3 separate regions of the Mus musculus genome follow, and regions 1 and 2 are each linked to region 3. Evidence: chromatin contacts called from public HiChIP or PLAC-seq data. All regions are on one chromosome and are shown on one strand. Each heading gives the region's core, a stretch centred on a gene start, on an enhancer-like site or on the middle of the called end of the contact. The rest is flanking DNA. Distances are from core to core; before and after follow the strand shown.

Evidence for each region. HiChIP or PLAC-seq counts read pairs in DNA pulled down with a chosen protein or histone mark.
Region 1: a contact with region 3 is called in a FOXA1 HiChIP or PLAC-seq map of pancreatic cancer cells. The contact joins two enhancer-like sites. A contact is called at or near these places in 1 of 39 promoter capture datasets (liver) and 1 of 115 datasets of contacts at active chromatin or transcription factors (pancreatic cancer cells).
Region 2: a contact with region 3 is called in a FOXA1 HiChIP or PLAC-seq map of pancreatic cancer cells. The contact joins two enhancer-like sites. A contact is called at or near these places in 1 of 39 promoter capture datasets (neural stem cells), 6 of 115 datasets of contacts at active chromatin or transcription factors (double positive thymocytes, embryonic stem cells, large pre-B cells and 3 more) and 2 of 9 other capture datasets (embryonic stem cells and liver).

What each region holds. Positions count from the first base shown.
Region 1 is chr12:112,515,632-112,520,173 of GRCm38.p6, forward strand. No RefSeq gene overlaps it. Among named protein-coding and RNA genes, the nearest start is that of Tmem179, 6.7 kb to the left of the region's middle. Within about 2 kb of position 1,465, at least 105 of the 459 cell types and tissues checked have an H3K27ac peak or open chromatin away from gene starts, as enhancers often do. A contact at or near this core is called in pancreatic cancer cells, where this site is marked.
Region 2 is chr12:113,178,990-113,183,946 of GRCm38.p6, forward strand. No RefSeq gene overlaps it. Among named protein-coding and RNA genes, the nearest start is that of Tmem121, 4.4 kb to the right of the region's middle. Within about 2 kb of position 2,207, at least 6 of the 459 cell types and tissues checked have an H3K27ac peak or open chromatin away from gene starts, as enhancers often do. A contact at or near this core is called in pancreatic cancer cells, where this site is marked.
Region 3 is chr12:112,849,650-112,854,035 of GRCm38.p6, forward strand. It overlaps Gpr132 (G protein-coupled receptor 132), which reads right to left. Exons shown (of 3, transcript NM_019925.4): 3 at 1,227-3,527. The coding sequence ends at 2,407. Among named protein-coding and RNA genes, the nearest start is that of Gm30461, 8.3 kb to the right of the region's middle. Within about 2 kb of position 1,687, at least 47 of the 459 cell types and tissues checked have an H3K27ac peak or open chromatin away from gene starts, as enhancers often do. A contact at or near this core is called in pancreatic cancer cells, where this site is marked.

The sequences.
Region 1 (4,542 bases), core at 215-2,714, 330 kb before region 3:
CTACCCTTGAGGTCCCTAAGTTTTCTTATAGAGCCAAGCAAGAGTTTCTTCTAATGTCCTGAGCTCTCCTAACGTACCCTCCCTTAGTTGCTTCAATGCCCTTAGCCACCGTCACATCTACAGGGCCCCCAATACAGTTTGTATATAAAGTATCCCCCCAAAAGCTCATGTGTTGAAGATTTGGTTCTAAATCAGTGGATTCAGATGTTGACAAGAATTTTAGAGCAAGGTCCTCTGGGTATGGCCTGGTCATTGTCATTTTCAAAATCAGACCAGCTGTGGTCATCTGCATATGGCTCTCTCAAGACTGATTCTGCTGACATCCCTCATAGAAAGTGAAGGCTCATGGGTGTGGGAGGCTCAGAGAGTTCTCTATCCTCCCCCAAGGATACGTCAGTGACTGACAACTGCCAGGGAGGGAGATTCATCTTCAGTTGTGTGGCTGCCAACAATTCAGCCATGATCCCATAAGTAACTCCAATTAAACTCCTTGCCTCATCAAGCTAGACTTGGAAGGACCGTTTCTTTGGTCTGTTGCCCTCTGGCAGGAATAGAAATAGACTCCCTAGGAAAAGTCACAGAACACTTGGAACAGGGACTGACAGAACCAGACCTGAGTTTGGAAGGAGCAATCCTTGTTGTGAGTGATAAGATGTGATAACTGAAGCTAAACCATAAAGGGTTAAGCATGCAAGGCAATGGATGTGGCCATCCTTCTCTACGTGACATGGGATCGCATTCCTTCTTGCTGACATGACCATGGTGCTGTCCCTGCTAGGCATGAGAGGACATGCAAAGGAGGCTGCTCCATCTGCAGGCAGGATGTCCAAAAGGAGAAACTCTAGGGTGTCATCTTCTGTGTGTCAATGAGTGACATTGATGGCCATGCAAATGTTGAGACATTCCCTCTATCTTAGTCAGGGTTTTACTGCTGTGAACAGAAACCATGACCAAGGCAACTCTTATAAAGGACAACATTAAATTGGGGCTGGCTTACAGGTTCAGAGGTTCAGTCCAGTATCATCAAGGCAGGAGCATGGCAGCATCCAGGCAGGCATGGTGCAGGAGGAGCTGAGAGTTCTACATCTTCATCTGAAGGCTGCTAGTGGAAGACTCACTTTGAGGCAGCTAGGATGAAGGTCTTAAAGCCCACACCCACAGTGACACACCTACTCCAACAGGGCCACACCTACTCCAACAGGGCCATACCTTCCAATAGTGGCACTCCCTGGACCAAGGATATTCAAACCATCAATCACACCCTCAATGCCTAGTTGATTAGGAAATGTCCTGCAAGCTGTAGAGCGGCAGGTATAGGACAGGCTGGCAAGCAAGCTGGTACGTAAGCGGGCTGTGCTGCTGATGCGTCTCAGCTGCCTGCCCAGAAAGAATGTGCCTAGTAAGAGCAGAGTTACAATGGGAAGAGGACATGTGACTGGCATCCTCTGCATTCACCTCTGACTCAGCAGGAAACGCACGGAGGGGGAGGGGAAAAGCAAATAGCAGTAATGAAGCTCCCTGCAAGTCTGACCTTTACAGAGGAAGAGAAAACCCATGACTCAGCATGCCGCCAGCGTCCTTAATAATGACCCATGCCGGAAACTCCATAATCAGGGATTACTTTGCCTGCAGGCGAGAGAACTCGGGCAAAGCTGTGGGACACGTGGGCGGATGAGATTGGTCTCAGAGCTACGGAAGCAGACAAACTAAAACAAAGGCTGCTTGACCTGAAGCAACACACACAAATAAGTCTTTGATGAAATAATCCACGCCAGCCACTAGGGACCCTTGGCCATCAGCAGCTCGGTCCCGATGAGTATCAGAAACTGGACTAGCGGACAGTAAAACAACTGTTTTTTCTAACTGATGTAGGTGATGGTTGTGTCTCATCCCATTGGAAAGTGGTCACCCTGCCACCAGTGAGGTAGCCCTGCCACTGACCCACCAGCAATGGTCTAACCCTAAATTCCCCTGCCCACAAACATCAGAGTCGAGTGTCTCCCAGAAACCCATCTTGGGATAACGCAATGAAGCAGGCTGTAGTGTGGGGGCCCTGTGGGAACAACAGTCAAAAACAAAACAAAACAAAACAAGAAAACAACCTTGGTATGGTCTGAGACCAGCCAATGCCACAGGGACACAAGAGGGATAGAGTTTTTGCATTCTAAATAGATCAGGGGCTGAGTGTGGCTTTGTCCGCTGTTCTGTTGCCGGGAATCCTGTCAACCAAATGCTAGACAACTGCAGCCCAATCAATTAGACACATAACTGTACCTGCCCCCAGTCAGACCCACGGAGCATATACTTCATGCATTCCAGTGTCTGGTGTGCCCAGTGAAATGTCATGGAGGAAGACAAGCCACAGGACCACTCTGCATAGTCACAGGTGACCCTGCTACACAAGACACACCACCAAGAACGATAAAGCCAAAAGGTGAAAAGATTAGGCTGCACAAAATTGTGAGCCCTCTGTGGTAAAATAGAATACATTATGAATCGAGGCAAAAGATGAACAATAGGCAGAGAGAAAACACTTGCACTTGTCTGAACAGGCGTTTCCACCACTTGAATGTGCAGCGCGTTCTGCAAGTTGATAAGGCAGAGGAACAAGTCTGCTTCCTGGAATACAAAAGACATCTGTTCTTGCTCAAAGCAAGATGTGTGCACAAAGGCTGCTGTGCAAGACTGGCCCTGTCCAGTCCCAGTCTGAAGAAGCCAGCACTCATAGGCCTGGCCAGGAAGGTGTCTGGAGATAAACTGATAGCCTGGGATGAAGCTGGAGCCTGTGCCCTTCCTCTGAGCTGGCTGTGCCTCTCTGACAGACCACCACACCAGTGCCTGCTGCATTTTGTAGAGACATGAGCACAGATGTTTAATCTATATGTTGTAGCCAGTAACGGACATTGCTACTGTTCCTGAACCGGGGACTGGAAAGGTTCTGGCCATCCTTAGGACGGAAATTATGAACTACTGAGCAGCAGTCAGATCTCTGAGAGTTAGCATGTATGATTGTCTGTCACAAAGCTAAATTTAGAGTGCCAAGGTGATGGGTGTAGACACCCTAGGTTGTGTATTAACAGACTTGGTGGTGACACCCATGTTAATCCAGCAACACGTGAATTCTGCTGCTCTTGGTTCCTCATGTCAGGACTGTGGAGAGCTCTGGGCCCACAGCCCTGTGGTGAGGCTTGGGTGTTCTGCTGCTTCAACAGAAAAGACAGGCGGGGAATCTAAAGTATAGAGACTTACTTTCCATGCTGCTCTGGGTGCTATGACGTCCAATGTTGAACAACTGCCTCTGGCGAGGACCTCCTTGCTATCCGACAACGTGGAAAAGGACTGATGTGCCAGGAGAGACAAAATAAATACACTAAGACACACAGGTGGATAGAGACAGAGGTACAGAGCCAGGAGTGCTCACTGCTCTCCAGAGGACCTAAATTAAGTTTTCAGAACCCATTTCTTGTAGCTCATAACTGCTTACAATGTGCGCTCCAGATCCAGTGCCCTCCGTCAGGCCTCTATACAGATACTCTAACTTATGGTATGCATAAATAGTAATAAAATAAAAATTTTTTTTCGAGACAGGGTTTCTCTGTGTAGCCCTGGCTGTCCTGGAACTCACTTTGTAGACCAGGCTGGCCTCGAACTCAGAAATCTGCCTGCCTCTGCCTCCCGAGTGCTAGTATTAAAGGCATGCGCCACCACACCCAGCTATAAATTAATTTTTAAAGCCTAAAAGAACAAAAGACAATCCCCTGCACAGGTTTGCTGGCGGTAGACCGGACACTTGGAGAGGGGAGCTGGAGACTGTGCCAGCATCCCAGCAGAAATGCAAAGGGGATCTCTTTCTTTCTTCTTCCTTGTGAGCGGTCCTCAGTAGCTGAGCTCTGTTCTCAGAGAGGTGTCTGTCACTGGTAAACTCGGGCAGTCTTTGAACTCACTGAGACTCTGTAGTAGAAAGGCTGTCCTCCCTGTACTTCAAATCTTAGGCACATTTATGTCAGATGTCCTCCAAGGCTCTTTGACTGGGGATGCCCAGCCTCCAGCTCTAAGACTGCAAAGGGAGGAGTAGAGAACAACAAAAGAGCCTGAGACTCTAAACAATGTGTCCCTGAGAACAGCTAGAAAGTGAAACATCTCCAAAAGAGGTTGCTACTGATTATCTTATGATGTAACAGTCCCATTGTAAGAGAGAAGCCTTAAGTTCAGCCATGACAAACATATCCATGGAGAAAGAACTTAATCAAAACCTCTTGCTGACTGCCTCATCTTCCCCACTTGGTTTCTGCTGGATATTGTGAGCATCCAATCTGATGACGCTCTCTCTACCTGTTCCTGGTTGTTCTTTCACTTGGAAGCCTGACTTGAGGGGACTGAACTCCACCTGGGACTCTTTCAGGATCTCCAGCCAGCTGCCTGGACAGGGCTTCCCCGGGAGCTGTTAGCTGGGTGCTTTGAGTGCATAGTTTGATGTCATCTATCTGCCATTTGGTATTTATTCTTTTACTTACTGTCTTAGTTAGGGTTTTGCTGCTGTGA
Region 2 (4,957 bases), core at 957-3,456, 330 kb after region 3:
TTTATCTTTAGAAGGGGCCTCACTGTGTAGCCTTGGGTGACATGGAACTCGCTGCCAACCAAGTTGGTGTTGAGCTCACAGAAATTCACGTGGCTCTGCCTCCCAAGTGCCTGGGCTGAAGGTGGCATCCCTGTGTCTTGCTTCCTGCTGCTGAGATGTATTTGTATACATAAAATTTTGAGATTATAATTACATCATTCCCCCCTCCTTTCCTCCCTTCAAACCTTCCTGTATCCTATAAAGATGATCGTCTGTTTTCAAAGAGGTCAAATCCGGATGCGCGATAAATGCACCAAACGTTTAAAACTATGTGCTGCTGTACAAATGCCGCAGCCAGCAGCACTGCGCACGGCAGACCCCGCCCTGACCCTAAAGCCCGCAGCGATTGCAGTTCAAGCTGTCCAGCATGAGGCAGGGTTATTATAGCCACCTGAAGTATGGCTCCTATTGAACATGTATCACTTTCCCAACACCGTAAAGCTGAAAAAGAAGCTGTAAGTCAAATGATCACGGGTACTCATTTTTCTCAAAGAAGTCTTTTGCCTTTCAGCGTCTCTGCCGCTCTTTTTTTTGTTTTGTTTTTTTGTTTTTCACAGGGTTTCTCTGTATAGCCCGGCTGTTCTGGAACTCACTCTGTAGACCAGGCTGGCCTCGAACTCAGAAATCCACCTGCCTCTGCTTCCCGGGTGCTGGGATTAAAGGCGTGCGCCACCATGCCCGGCTGTACTGCTCTTTTATAAGGGTCTTGCTGTGGAGCTCAACCTGGCCTCCAACGGAGCTTCCTATGCGTCCCGCTCTGCTGAGGCTGTAGGCGTGCCCCGCCACTCTTGACTTTGATTTTTTGAGGGGGTGGGGTGTTCCTCTGTGTAACCCTGACTGTCCTGGACTTGCTTTGTAGACCAGGCTGGCCTCGAACTGAGATCTAGCTGCCTCTGCCTCCCGAGCACTGGGATTAAAGATGTGTGTCACCACCACCTCCCAGTCACTTATTGTCTTAATAGTGACTTAGGGACAATATCTCCCCACCCTCGTTTTGGTTCTGGTGGTTGACAGGGGACTACATTAATGCTAAAGTCACTATCACTGAGCCATACACACTTCCAATTCAAGCAGAAGGTTGTAGATTTTTATGAAGTTCATTTATCAGTTTATCTAGTCTTTTTCTCTGTGTATTGGAGGATGATCCCAGGGCCTTGCAGGTGCTGGGCTATCTCTGTCTGAGTTATACCCAAATCACAGTTTACCTTTCAGGGATGGCGCTTTAGTGTCATATCTAAGAATCTATTTATTATTTCAGGTTGTAAGGATTTTCTTTTCCCTATACTTCTTCCCTCTCTCCCTCCTTCTCTCCCCCTCCCCCCACCCTATCTCTTCTGAGAAAGGGTTTCACTATGTAGCTGTGGTTGTCATGGAACTCACTATATAGACCAGGCTGGAATGGAACTCACAGAGATCTGCCTCTGTCTTCTGAGTGCTGGGATTTTAAGGTGTGCGCCATCATGATGGGCTATAGATTTTCTTTTGACTTTTTTTCTTCGTTTGTAAGTTTTCTAACTTTGCATTTAATTTAGGGCCTGTGTAACAATTTGGGTTAATTTTTGGCAAAGTAGATTTATTTTTTATTTTTTGCCTATGAATATGCCAAGACCCACTGAACTGCATGGTGGCCCCTTGTGGCTTGTGAGCTAGTCAGTAAGGCTCTTCGAAAGTCACTGGCCACATTCGGAAGAGCTTATCTCTTCCTTGTCCCACAGTCCTCTGTGTTTCTCCTTCTGCCTATATACACTGTCCTGTCCACTCAGGTTTACATGAAGTCTTAAAATCCACCAAGAGCTGGGCATGGTGGTGCATGTCTTTATTTCTAGCACTTCGGAGGCAGAGGCAGGCGATCTCTGTGAGTTCATGGCCAGCCTGGTCTATCTAGGGATACACAAGGAGATCATGTCTCAAAAAAAAAAAAATCTGTTAATGTGGGCTGGGAGGTGTGGCTTCATGGCAAAATGCCTGCTTAGCTTGCTTGAGGCCATGTAAGTTCAGTCTTTAGCCCTTTACCTGACTGTCTAGACTCTTTTGTCTTTTTTCTTTCTCTTATAAGCATTGTTTGGGTTGTGGCTTTATGCTTACATACAAAATTTTACTCAGCTTACTTGTATCTATAAATGTCAGGGCTGTTGCCTGGAGCTGCGTTTGATCTACAGGTCACTGTGGGTGGAGCTGGGGTGACCTTTGGTGCTCATGGGTTTGGAATGTCCCACACGTTGAGGCACTGTTGATTTCTTCCGTCAATATATTTCTGTTTTTTTTTTTTTTTTTAAGACAGGGTTTCTCTGTGTAGCTGTGTAGCCCTGGCTGTCCTGGAACTCACTCTGTAGACCATGCTAGCCTCAAATTCAGAAATCCACCTGCCTCTGCCTCCCGAGTGCTGGGATTAAAGGCATGCGCCACCATGCCCAGCTATATTTCTGTTTTTGACATATAAATTTTTGTAGATTAATAGTGGTTATTGAACTTATTGGTAGTTACTATAAATGTTATTACTTTTAAAATGTTGGCTTTTGCCAGGCAGTGGTGGCGCACGCCTTTAATCCCAGCACTCGGGAGGCAGAGGCAGGCAGATTTCTGAGTTCGAGGCCAGCCTGGTCTACAGAGTGAGTTCCAGGACAGCCAGGTCTATACAGAGAAACCCTGTCTCGAAAAAAAAAAAAAAAGTTGGCTTTTAATCACTCACTGCTAATGACATTTTTCAGATAATTTTTGTTTTGATCTATGTGTGTCTGCATGCCTACATGTGTGTGTGTGTGAGTGTGGGTACCTGTGGGTGCCTGTGGAGATCAGAAGAGGGTATCAGATCTCCTAAAGCGAGAGTTACAGTGAGCTATCCTCTGTGGGTGATGAGGCCCAGACTCTGGTCCTGTCCTGAGTTACACTGAAAAAGGAGCATGGTTTTGTTTGTTTTGTTTTAGATGGTCTCACAATATAACTGTGGCTGGCCTAGAACTTGCTGGGTAGACCAGGCTGACCTTGAAGTCATAAAGATCCCTTGCTTCAAGAACAGCATGGATCCTCTCTCTCTCTCTCTCTCTCTCTCTCTCTCTCTCTGCATTTTTGTTGTTTTTTCCCTTAACTTATTCATGTGTTCACTTTATATCCTGACTGCAGCCCCTCCCTCCTCTCCTCCCAGTTCCACCATCACATCCCTCTCATCCCTTCCCCCACTCTCCTTTCCCCCTTCTCCTCTGAGAAGGGAAGCCCACCACCCCACCCCCGCCCCATGGGTACCAACCAGCCCTGGCACATTAAGTTGTAGCAGGAGACTGAGGCCAAACAAGGTAGCCCACTAGGGAAGGGAGGCAACAGAGTCAGAGTCAGCCCCGCTCTGCTTGTTAGAGGACCCACATGGAGACCATGCTGGACATCTGCTACCTATGTGTAGGCGGCCTAGGGCTAGCCTGTGCATAAAGAGCAGCATGAATTATGGGCCTGAGCTACAGGGTCTGTGACTCTATAGAACTGGATTTTTGCTTCAGCCTGGTGTCCTTCCGCCTTGCTAAGCTTGCTTATAAACACTCCACTTATAAACACTGTTGGGGAGGGACCTTGGGGTTTCTATAGACTTTCATGTTGTCTATCAGCAGGGAGAGTGACATATTTTTCCTTTCTAAACCAGTGGTTCTCAGCCTTCCTAATGCTGTGACCTTTTAATACAGCTCTTTTTGTTATGGTGACTCCCAACCATAAATTATTTTGGTGCTATTTCATAACTGTAATTTTCTTCTGTTATAAATTTGTAGTGTAAATATCTGAAGTGCAAGGTATCTCATTTGTGACCTCCCCAAAGGGGTCATGACCCACAGGTTGAGAACCCCCTTTGAACTGAGCCTAGCGTGTAAACTGAGTTTAGCGTGTGTGTGTCCTTTTCTTACTTTGTAGGCTTTTCCCCTTTGGCCAGGACTGAGAGTCGGGTTGAAGAGGGAGGGATGGGGTGGATGTCTTTACCTTGTTCTTGACCATGGTGCAAAGCATTCAGACTTTTGTCCTGAGATAGTTACATGCAGCCCAGACTGGCCCCAAGCTCAGAATGTCACTGAGGGTGGCCCTGAGCTCCAGATTCTCATGTCCTCACTCCCCACACGGGGATTAAGGCGTGCACTACTATGCCTGCCTTTGGCCACTCTTAAACATCATGATAGTTGTAGTTTTGCTATTGATTATTGTAGGCTCCCTGTAATAGACTTAGGTGATATCAGGCATATTCTTTCTGTTCTGGTTCGTTTGATGGCTGCAGACTTTTGCTGGATCATTTGATTTGAGCACATGTTGTTTTGTTTTTGTTGTTTGTTGTTTTTGTTTCTGATTTTGTTTTTTTTTTTTTTTTTTTTTGTTTTGCTTGAGACAAGGTCTCACTATATAGCCTTGGCTGGCCTGGAACTTGATATGTAGATCAGGCTGACACAGACTCTCAGAGAACCCCCTTTCTCTCCCTCTCAAGTGCTGGGATTAAAGGCGTGCATTAAGCCCTGTAGTTTTTTGATTCCTGCTAGCATAGTAAGTAGATCACATCATTTATTTTCCACATTCTGAGCCAGCCCTGCATCCCCTGTCTGACCTATATTTGTTTATTTCTGTATTGCTTGACTGTCTGCTCTTGTGTAGTTGAAAGTTTCAGTGTTGTTCTGCCCTGGGCCCTGTTGATTTTGATTCTCTTCGTTCTCTGAACAAAGAAGCATAGTTTGTGACTGTGCCCTGCACATTTCCAGGTTGTGCTCTGAGGCTGGACAGCTGAATCCCACCCAGAGATCTAACGGAGTACAGCCATGGCTGGGCTAGGATGGCGAGTCAAGAGGCTGTGTGGGTCAGAGTGGGCTTGTAATTGGGTAACCTGAAAAGGTCCTCTGGATCTACTTTGTATGGGCTACCCTGCGCCAATGTGACCGTGTCAGCCCCCTCTAGACCTGAG
Region 3 (4,386 bases), core at 437-2,936:
TTATAAGTAAAATAAACTCGGTTGGCGTTTCCTGTGTCTAGCCCTTCTCCACTATGTGTTCTTTTTCCTGACCTTGGGTTTATGGTGAGACGGGTACCCCCACAGGGTAGAAGCCATTCGGGATTCCTCTGAACCTCCTGGTCACCTGCCTTCCCCACAGAGACTGTCAGGCTAGCCCCACACCGTCCACACAGGATTCCAATGATTTGATGCGGTGCTGGCCCAGGGGTGATGTCAGAGCCCTAAGGCTGAAAGGAGGAGAGGGGCTAAGACATAGAAGCTCCTAGAGAGGGCAGGTGGAGGACCCATTCCATCGAGGGGGGGGCACAGATTCCTGCTTCAGAGAAAACAGGACATCCATCTCTCAGCCTGGGTTGAACTTGGCAGAGGGGTATGGATGGGAGATTGTTTGGCTTTGCTGTGCCAAGGGCAGTAGAAAGCCGTAAGAACCTTCAGCCGCTCCACCTTCCTGCCCTTCACCACAGCCACATTACACTTAGAGTCTCCATGTTCCCGGGGGTCACCTTCCTGTCCTAGGTTTGGCCTTCCAAGTGGAAAGATGTCTACCTACAGAGGTAAAAATTAAAAAAACAAAAAACCCTCTTATTTTAAAAAGGAAGTAGAGAGGCTGTGACGATGGGGCAGTTCTTAGAGTGTTTGCTGAGCAAGTGAGGATCAGAGTTTGGATCCCCAGCACCATACACAAGCGGAGGCGCGGGGCTGGACATGGTGTTGTGTGCATTTAATCCCAGCCATCGGGAGGCACAGGCGGGGGCATCTCTGTGAGTTCCAGGCCAGCCTGGTCTACAGCAGCCATCTTGGTCTACAGAGGACAGTCAGGACTACAGAGAGAAACTTGTCTCCTAAAAGCAGAACAAAACAAAGCGAGGCACAAGGGCAAGCAAGCATGGCCGCCTGCCTGTACCGCCCCACTGCATGCAAGGCAGAGACAGAGATCACTGGAGCAAGCCGGCTAACTGGTTCAGCCAAATTGGTGAGCTCTGGTTTCAGTGTGAGACCCTGACTCACACTTAAAGAAGATATCAAGGAAGATGTCAGGGGTCAACCTTTGGCCTTAGTGCATGGGACTGTGTGTGCTCGAGCCACACACACACACACACACACACACACACACACACACACACACACACGGCTCTGCCAACACAGCCACACAAACAAACAAACAAACAAACAAGCAAACATCACTGAAGAGGAAGTCCGAGGCTGGTGATGCATCCTTTTAATTCCACCCCAAGAGATGGGGACAACAGACAGAATCAGGAGAAAACAGGTCTTCCTATGTTACTTAGTGAGTTTAAGATCAGTCTGAGGTGCGAGAAACCTCGTCTCAAAAAACAATCAAAAATGCCCTGTAGCAAGGAAAGGAAGTCTGTGTTCTTATTCTCCGTACTTCTTCCAAGGTAGAGCTGAAGTTAACTCTGAGGTCACAGTCTCAGTGCAGCATCCGTGATGTGTGTGCTTCAGGAGGATCAGCTCCGAGGCCCACCAAGCTCAGGGTCCTTGGCCCTTGCACTCCAAGTGCATCAGGAGCCTCTGGGATGGGGTGGGGTCGGGGGGGGGGGAGGGGGCGGCGTCAGTCCCAGCAGCGAGTGACCCAGTGAGGTAGCACAGGAATGACTCAGCAAGACAAGGCTCTTGGAGCAGAGCCGGGATTTGACTCAGAGTCAACATTGGAGAAAACGGGGCAAAGTGGGGCTTGCTCCTGGCTTGCCCTTTCAAGAGCCCCAGCCTACCTCCTCTGTGATGTCAAAGCCAGAAGTTGCAAGGCAAAGAAAGACATGCCAGATGTCAGATAACTCCTTATCTGGTAGCAGCTATACCAACCTATTCCTGGGGTGTCCACTAGCACTTCCTAATGTAAATGGTTGAGGGGTCCCAGGGGAGGATATCCTGGGCTACTAGGAGCTGGATCAATTGGCCACCGTGCTCCATGGCTCCTCCAGAAGACAATTATGTCCACTCAGAACCAACCCCCAGTGGGAGCCCGCAGGGTTGGACTCCTATCTCCATGGTGGTAACTCTGAACACAGTTCACTTCCATCTCAGTGGAAAGCCCCAAGATGAACTAACTGTGTTAGCCACTGGACAATGGGGGAATAAAGTGTCCTACCAGGTGCTCAGCTGATGGCCGCTGGGAGCCCCGCAGAGCACACTGCTGATAAAGAGCTCTCCTAAGAGCCACAGGCTCCTTAGCAAGCCCCGCTTTCCATAGAGGGGAGCCTGAGGACGTCTAAGGAACAGATACTTTCAGAGTTGGTGGCCTTAGGAAGGAAAGATCAGCAGCGTGTGCCCGAACAAAGGCATCTATAGTGCTGTGGACACCCCAGACGGTGACTCAGAGGACCAGGTATGTGTGACTGGTGCTAGTTTTGAGGAAGAGTGGACTTAGCAGAGCTCCTCAGGCAGTCTCTCTGGCGAGCACAGTAAACCTAGCTTCGCTGGCTGTGATCCTGGAGGGTGCGCGGGATTGGGGAAGGTGTATGTGTTTGAAAGCTCTGTGGGCAAGTGTGTCTCCTCAGAGTCCTTTGAGCATGTAACATATGTCTTTGTGGACCACTTTTTCCACCCTGTGTGGATTCTGGACACTTCTTGCCGAGAGTGGTCTGTACCCAGCACGTAGATGATGGGGTCAGCCACACTGTTGACTGTAGACAGGCACAGAAACACCATAGAGACTGTGTACAGTCTGCTTTCAAAGGCACACACGGCATCCATGTCTCCTTGGTAGAAGGAAAAGCTGGCAGCTTTGACGAGGAGTACCACGTGGTAGGGAGCAAAGCAGACCAGGAAGATGGTGACGACCGCGATGGCGGAGCGCTTCACCTTGTTCTTCTGCGCAGCGCTCAGGCTGTCACTGAGTTTGATGCTCCGGAAGATCTGGTGATTGGTGAACGCCAGGATGCCGAGAGGGATGGCAAAGCCAAAGGTGAAACGCAGGTAGTGGTAGCCGGCTATCTTGCTGTTCATCCTCAGGGGCTCAAAGCAGAAACTCTTCTCCACCTTCATGTCAAACACTGGATAGTTAACAAGTCCAACAAGAAGAATCACACACGCAGAAATGGTGACAGCAGTCCTCTGGTGGCGGTGGCCTCGGCTCTCCAGTGCATAGACCACGGCCATGTAGCGGTCGCAGGAAATGCAGCAGAGCAAGAGGATGCTGATGTAGATGTTGCAGAAGAAGATGTAAGCAGTCACCTTGCAGGCCTGCGGACCCAGGTTCCATTTGTGCTGATTCTGGATGTAGATGATCCACAATGGCACCGTGCTGATGTAGAGCAGCTCACAGAGGGACAGGCAGAACAGGTAGACGGCTAGCACGTTCCTCTGCAGGACTTGCAGCAGCGTCAGCCAGGCAGTCAGGCAGTTGGCTGGTAGGCCCAGCAGGCACACGGCACTGTACACCACCACCAGGACCACTCTGCTCTCCTCGTAGGAGACGTGGCAGGTCTCAGAAGAAGGTACTGAGGTGCTCTGAAGAACGGAGGTAACCCCCAGTGTGGTGTTTCCTGTGGGGCAGAAATGACACAGCAGTAGGAGTTACGGAACTACTCCCACTCAGGGAGATTTATAATACCAAGAAAGAGTAAGAAGCTCGATGGGGGTGGGGTCGGGGAGATGACTCATCAGGTAAAATGTGGGGCGGATCCTGACTAGCTGAGGTGTTCTCTGACTTTCACATGCGTACTGTATACATGTATGCCTGCTATACACTCAGTGGCACATGCATGCCTGCTACACATGTCCAGTGCACATGCATGCCTGTAACACACACTCAGAGGTGCATGCATGCCTGTTACATACACACAGTACACATGCATGCCTGCTACATACACACAGGGCACATACATACATGCTACAGACGCACAGTGCACATACATACATGCTACAGATGCACAGTGCACATACATGCCTGCAACACACACTCAGTGGCACATGTATGCCTGCTATACACACACAATTAATAAATAAATCTTTTAAGTAAAAGGGAAGTTTTACGGACTTCAGACTAGACACATCAGGAGTTCAAAAGACTGCAGCTAGAGGAAGCCAGTTGGACCAGAGAATGGTGAGGACAGTCACCAACCCCAGACCCTGACAGATGTGGGCAGATGAATTCTCTCCAAACCCTCTTTCTCTGGCCACACTGGTCATCTGGTGGAGAAGCCTTCAGCCATGTCGTGGGTCAGATTTGGAGGCCCCAAGGGCACTGCCTCCTGGTCCCAGGCTGATATCTGTTCCATGGCTCTGGTTGTCCTGGCCAATTGTCCCATACTCCCTGGGATCTCAGCTGCCCATGCCATCGTCCTCAGCCTGGATGGATTCCACTCTGGCCATGAGTGATAGGATGCCAGCTAAGAACCGCAC